Regions from separate parts of the Mus musculus genome. Here region 1 is linked to region 2. Evidence: chromatin contacts called from public HiChIP or PLAC-seq data. All regions are on one chromosome and are shown on one strand. The core of a region is the stretch at or near the end of the contact, and the rest is flanking DNA. Distances in the headings are between cores, read along the strand shown. Region 1 holds the start of Aplp1 (amyloid beta (A4) precursor-like protein 1). Region 2 holds the start of Kcnk6 (potassium inwardly-rectifying channel, subfamily K, member 6).

What was found. HiChIP or PLAC-seq counts read pairs in DNA pulled down with a chosen protein or histone mark.
Region 1: a contact with region 2 is called in an HNF4G HiChIP or PLAC-seq map of pancreatic cancer cells. The contact joins the promoter of Aplp1 here to the promoter of Kcnk6 in region 2. A contact is called at or near these places in 1 of 39 promoter capture datasets (embryonic stem cells) and 1 of 115 datasets of contacts at active chromatin or transcription factors (pancreatic cancer cells).

Annotation. Positions count from the first base shown.
Region 1 is chr7:30,444,241-30,447,268 of GRCm38.p6, reverse strand. It overlaps Aplp1 (amyloid beta (A4) precursor-like protein 1), which reads left to right and starts at 1,687. Exons shown (of 17, transcript NM_007467.3): 1 at 1,687-1,947; 2 at 2,808-2,951. The coding sequence starts at 1,801.
Region 2 is chr7:29,230,564-29,233,957 of GRCm38.p6, reverse strand. It overlaps Kcnk6 (potassium inwardly-rectifying channel, subfamily K, member 6), which reads left to right and starts at 1,436. Exons shown (of 3, transcript NM_001033525.3): 1 at 1,436-1,796. The coding sequence starts at 1,475.

The sequences.
Region 1 (3,028 bases), core at 438-2,937, 1.2 Mb before region 2:
CTGTATGTGCAGAGCAAGGTAACAGCAGAGCATCTGGTTAACATTTAACCCATGTCAGAAGGGCGGGAGATAGGGAGACGCCGGGCCAGTCCGGACATCCTGGTATGTCTTCCCTGTCTTTTATGGCTAGCCAGTTCCTGGATGACTTTACAGCCTTTGTTTTTGCCCTAGGCCCAAAGGCCCTCCTAACTAACTGACACAAGCCACATGAGTCATGGACCTTGAATTTTAATTTTCTTTCACTTGGAGGAGTCTCCTGGTGTTTTCCATGAATGAAGAGGCCCACAAAGGTTGTATTGTATCTAGTCCTCCCTCGCCTCTCATGCATTGGGTGGCAGTAGCGATGATGTCCTAAGTCCTTCCTTAGCCCCTTGCTACTGGCTTACTGCTGTAGGTTCTCTCTCTCTCTCTCTCTCTCTCTCTCTCTCTCTCTGTATTTTAAGATCTGTTATTTTTATTTTACTTGTGTGGGTGTTTTGCCTGCATGTGTTACTGTATACTATATACATTCCTGGTCCCTGAGACCAGAACAGAGGGATGGGTCCCCTAAGACTGGAGTTATAGACAGTGTGGGTGTTGGGAATTGAACCCGGGTCTTCTGAGAGAGCGGCCAGTGCTTTTCATCACTGAGCCTTCTCTCAGCAGTTAGCCTGGAACTCTTGATCTTGCTGCCTCAGGCCCTCTGGGATTACAGGTGCACATCACCATTCCACTTTAAACTCTTTTAATAATACACCACTACCTCACCCCACCCACATCCACAGAGATGCACACACACACAAAGCAGAAAGACAGACAAATGTGGGCAGGTCCACACCATACAGATGCACACACACACACACACACACACACACACACACATCTGGGCTGCTTCGGGGGGGGGGATTAGAATATTGTACACTCACTTAAGATAAAACAGTGAACCCTTTAGGCAGAAGACTTGAGGTGGCCCTTAGAAAGGGTGAGAATGGGGGACTCCACACAGTGGTCCTCAGGTGCTGGTCTTGGAAGGCTATGGTATCCAGCACCTGACCCGAGTCATCTGTAAAGAAAGGGTTTAGTCATGGATTTTTGGAGGGAGTATTTGAAGATCCAGACACCTGGCAATCAGGGCAGGAAGGCTTCCTAGGTTTGAGGAAGCAAGGGTGGGAGACTTGGCCTCCGGTCCTGAGACAGAAGAGGCCTGGAAGGGAGCAGATTTACCTAGCTGTAGCTGTGTTTTGTCTTTTGAGACTGGGTTGCATGTAGGTAGGCTAGCTTCAAACTCCTATCCTCCCGCCCCCTCCTCTCAGGTGCCGGGATTACAGGCTTTCCTAGTACACTCCCTAAATTCTTGACTGGGAAAATTCGGAGGTCTATATTCCTGGGACCTCAAGAGAGGGATTTATGGAAGACCCCCACCCCCATGGATTCTGGCATCCTTGGAGGAGGACAAAGCTGATGCTGGGTGTCTGCGTTTGCCAGAAGAGAAGGCCAAGGATGAAAGTCCAGAAAACGGCTACGCCCAGGACTGAACCTAGTGACTCGGTCTTCACGCGGACAGTGACACCTGGAATCTTGAGGGGCTGGGACTTGGAGCAGGCTCCCTCCCGGGGTTCCGGAGCCTCTCAGTGCGCAGAGCCGCCACGCTATTGTCCTGGCTGGGAAGGCGGGGCCGGCGCGGGGCGGGGCTGGCGGCGCCGGCGCAGCCCGGGGGCGGCGGGAGGAGGAGGCGGCGGTGGCGCTGGGAGCTCCTGTCACCGCTGGGGCCGGGTAGGGCCGGGCGGGAGCGCAGGGGACGTGAGGGCCCGAGGCCCGGACATGGGGCCCACCAGCCCCGCCGCTCGCGGTCAGGGTCGCCGCTGGCGACCGCCGCCGCTGCCGCTGTTGCTGCCACTGTCATTGCTGCTTCTGCGCGCGCAGCTCGCCGTCGGGAACCTGGCTGTTGGGAGCCCCAGCGCGGCCGAGGTGAGGCCCGGCCGGGTCCTGGGGATGGGGAAGGGGCGGGACCGGGCCTCGACCTGGACGCGGGACGGCCACCGCAGTCCTTTTGGCCAGGTGGCCTGCCCCACGCGATCCGAACTGTAGATTTTCCTAGGTTCCTCCATCGTCTGACGTCCCTGCCCCCTCCCACCCGCATCGTCGGACCTGGCTCTTTCCAAGAGCCTCTGGTCCAAGAAATCCAGAGCACCCCTAGACGACAAAGCCCCAAGACCTGCCCACCTAAGCGTAGGACGCACCAGGCAGTAGGCGCTTGGCTCTAAGAACCCAGGTCCCTTGTATTATCTGGACCCACATGAACCCCCTGCCCTCAAACATCCAGTAGTCCGGGCCTCCACCCACTACTCAATCCGGATATAGCTCCTCTAGTCCTTAAAGGTCTGATGTGCAGGCCTGCTGGGAAGCTGGGCCCTGTCGTCTTTGCACCCCCTCAGTGGGAACCTGAACTGGGGATGGAGGGAGGAGGGGCCAGAACGCCTGGGTTCGCCCCCCGCCTCCCCCAACACGATTCAAGTTTAACCCCTTCAGGCTTCAGACCCAAGCCGCTGGGGCGGGGGCGGAGCCTGTCTTCTCAGCAACAAGGCCGCGAGAAACGGGGCGGGGGGGTGGGGACCCAGGTCACCATAGCAACGGGAGAGCTGGGGCGCTCCAGCCCCACGGGATTTGTTTCCCGGGGAACGGTCTCTCCACTCAGAAGGTGCTTAGAAGGAGCTGGTGCTAGAGATAGGGGCAGGAGCCCTATCTGGGTTTTAGGGAGCAAAGAACCAGACAACACAGATGACATCGTTGCCCTGGCTCCTCACTGCCCCATCTGCCTTCATTCCCAGGCTCCGGGGTCGGCTCAAGTGGCTGGACTATGTGGGCGTCTAACCCTTCACCGGGACCTGCGCACCGGCCGCTGGGAACCAGACCCACAGCGATCACGACGCTGTCTTCTGGACCCGCAGCGCGTGCTGGAGTACTGCAGACAGGTGGGCGGGACCCCACGGGGAGAGGCGTGGTCAATGAGAAAGTGGATCCAAGCTGGGGCGGGGTCGCCCTTGAGGAA
Region 2 (3,394 bases), core at 187-2,686:
CTAAATTGGGCTCTGTCCCAAGAATTACCACAGTTTTATAAATAGAGCTTGTTGCGTGTATCAGAGCTGCGGTCTGGTTGTGGGAGGATTCTGGTCTGCCCTCCACACAGCAGTAAGGAGAGCACTGAGTCCACGTCATAGAGGGACGTGAGGGGACCTACAGGAGAAAAATAAGGGAAACCCTGCTTTCAGTTTTACCTATTAATTTACTATTGAGACAATGTCTCACTTTGTCACCCTGGCTGACCTGGAACTCCCTCTGTAGAGCAAGCTTCCCTCACAGAGCGATCCATCTGCCTCTGTCTCTGCCTCCCAAGTGCTGGGATTAAAGAAGTGAGCCACCCCCTAGGCTACTTACTAGTTTGTTGTTGGTTTTTGTTTTGTTTTGAGACGGGGCTTTGCTGCTCTACCTTTAACTTTTCTAATGTACGTAGGAACATCTCAGCCTCCAGGAAAAGGGAGTCCCTACCCTGGATATAGATATATACATATCTATATACATATCTATATCCAGGTCATCTGCAGAAGCAACTAATACTCTTAGCTATTCTCTCCAGCCACTCCACCACACCTTTTGAGACAGGTATTCACTAGGTAGCCCAGGTTGGCCTGGAGCCGGTGATGGCCCAGTCTATTGCTCAAATGTTAAGGTTATTATGTGCAAGCCACCACAACCACATCCGAAATTTATTTGCTCATTTTTGTGTGTGTTCTGTGTTTCTTGAGACTGTGTCCTACTATGTAGCCCTGGAACTTACTATGTACACAGGCTGGCTTGAACTCAGAAATATAGCTGCCTCTGCCTCCTGAGTGCTGGATAAAAGGGGTGCGCCACCATGAAAGTAAGCAATGTATTGTTTATTTATTGAGACAGAGGTCTTCCAACAATGCCCCCTGACTCCTGGTCAATTATTCCGAAATCGTAGGCCCCTCCCACCCACCCACAACTTATCCCACGTCTTAGTGCCTCAAGCAAACACTGGGTACAGTGCAGAGGCAGGCAGATTTCTAAGTTCCAGGCCATCCTGGTCTACAGAGTGAGACAGGACAGCCAGGGCTACACAGAGAAACCCTGTCTCGAGAAAAAAAAAAAAAAAAAAAAAAAGGTTACAAACAGAAAGCTCCCACTTCGGAGGAGAGTTTCAGATCTGAGTTAAGGAGTCGCGAGGAGGAGAGTTGCAAGGAACTTCAGGCAGGAAAGGACTCCGCAGCCCTTCCCATCCCATTTGACTCCCCGATCCCGGAGCGTCGAACTCCACCCTCCGGTGTCCCTGTACCTACACCAGGTGTTTGGGCGTGCCTCAGTTTCCCAGCGTCAGGGCGTTCCGCCAGCCCCGCTCCTCCCCCTTTTTCCTTTTCCTCTTCCTCTTCGGGGCGTCGGTGGCCGCGCCTGGAGCTCCCGGAACTAAAAGCGGACCTCGGGCGGTGGGCCGGCGGGGGCCACGTCAGCGGGTGTCGGGGCTGTACGGGCACCATGCGGCGGGGCGCGCTCCTGGCTAGCGCCCTGGCCGCCTACGCCGGGTACCTGGCGCTGGGCGCGCTGCTTGTGGCGCGGCTGGAGCGGCCTCACGAAGCCCGGCTGCGGGCAGAACTGGGGACCCTGCGGGAGCAGCTGCTACAGCACAGCCCGTGCGTGGCGGCTCACGCCCTGGATGCCTTCGTGGAGCGGGTGCTGGCGGCCGGACGGCTGGGGCGCGCAGCGCTCGCCAACGCCTCGGGAGCTGCCAACGCTTCGGACCCTGCGTGGGACTTCGCCTCGGCGCTCTTCTTCGCCAGCACGCTTGTCACCACCGTGGGTAAGTGAGTGCTATCCATCACCCAGTCCCAGATAGTGTCCGGACCCCTTAACATACACCTTCATCCCAATCGTCCTGGTGCTCTCAGAACAACCTCCATTCCCAACTGACCCACACTGGCCACAGCTGCCTCATTTGGAGAGCCCTCGTACTACACACCCCAGTTCCCTTGGAATACTTTCTCAGACAGCATCCCCTTTGGTGCCTTTTTGTTTGGTTTTGAGATAGCATGTACCTTTAGGCGCAGGTTGGCTTGGAATTTCATCCTCCTGTCTCAGCCTCCTAAATGCTGGGATTACAGGTGTGGGTCACCAGCCTGGCTCACTCTTGTCTTAATCCTAGGATTATCATAGATGATTGGCAAGGGCCTTGGTAGGGCTTTCCTTGGGTGTCTAACCTCGGGGGCTGTGTTACAATAGGGCTGGCACACCATCTCTTCCAGCCTTGTCTTCTGGCTCCAGATAGGTCCTTTCTGGAACAGCCCACTTTAACTTCCTCCTGAACTCAGTGCCCCAGTGAACTGTGAGTTGAACTCAGGCCTTCATGCATGCTAGTCAGTAATAGCAGGGCAACATTACTGGAGGTCTGTCTTCTAGGAAGAGACCTTAGCCTGACCTGAGACCGGTTCTAGGATCCCTTCCGCTTTGGGCACTCTCCAGCAAGATCCCTGGTCCGGGGACTAACAGACTGACTGAAGGTCCCCCCCTCCCCCCCTCTCCTGGACTTCCTACTCTAACACAGGGCTCCTCCACCCATCTTTACACCTCCCCTGAGTTGTTGGGATTCTCCCAATGTTTTCCACTCTAGACTCAGATTCCTGGATCAGCAGCTCCTACAGCGGGCTGTAAGAATGGCGCGAACCCAGAGCGTCCTCAAGGAAGAACCATTGGCTGATTGGCTGTCCCGCTTGAAATCCTCCAAGTTGAGACTCCTACCCCTAACTACCTCCAGCAAAACCTCTTGCTCTTTTCTTTTTTCTTTTTTTTCTTTTCTTTTTTTTTTCTCTTCTTTCTTTCTTTCTTTTTTTTTTTCTCTTGCCCTTTTCACACCAAGGACTGGTAGTGAGGGTCTCTTTCAGCTCAAGTGAGGAGGGCTGAGGTGTAGCTCGGTGGTAGAACACTTGCCTAGCATGCGTGAGATCCTGAGTTCAACCCTTAGTACTTCAAAAAACAAAACACCTAAACTCATGAATGGGACTCCTATCTCTTCTCTAGACTGTGACCCTACTCAGCGAGAACAAATCCTCACCCCAGGACACAATCCAGACAAAGACTCAATTCTCTCTATCTGCTCTTCCTGGCCATGTAGCTGTCTTTGGCTATTTTGTGGGTTCTTTTTTCCACCCTTTTCAACCCTCTAACACTAGATAAGGGCAAAGAAGGGATAGAGAGGAAAGAGATCCCTGGCTGAAGGCAGGGGTCAGAAAGGGGGCAGCGTTATTGTTAGACTGCTTCCTGCTGATTAGGGCATCGAGTTCCTTGGAGCAAATTTGATCTTCACAGTCAGGATATCCACTTTCTTGTTGTTTCTGCTTTGCACATGACTACATAACAAACCACAGCCAACAGTGACCAACAAACAGCCCACCACACCTCTCA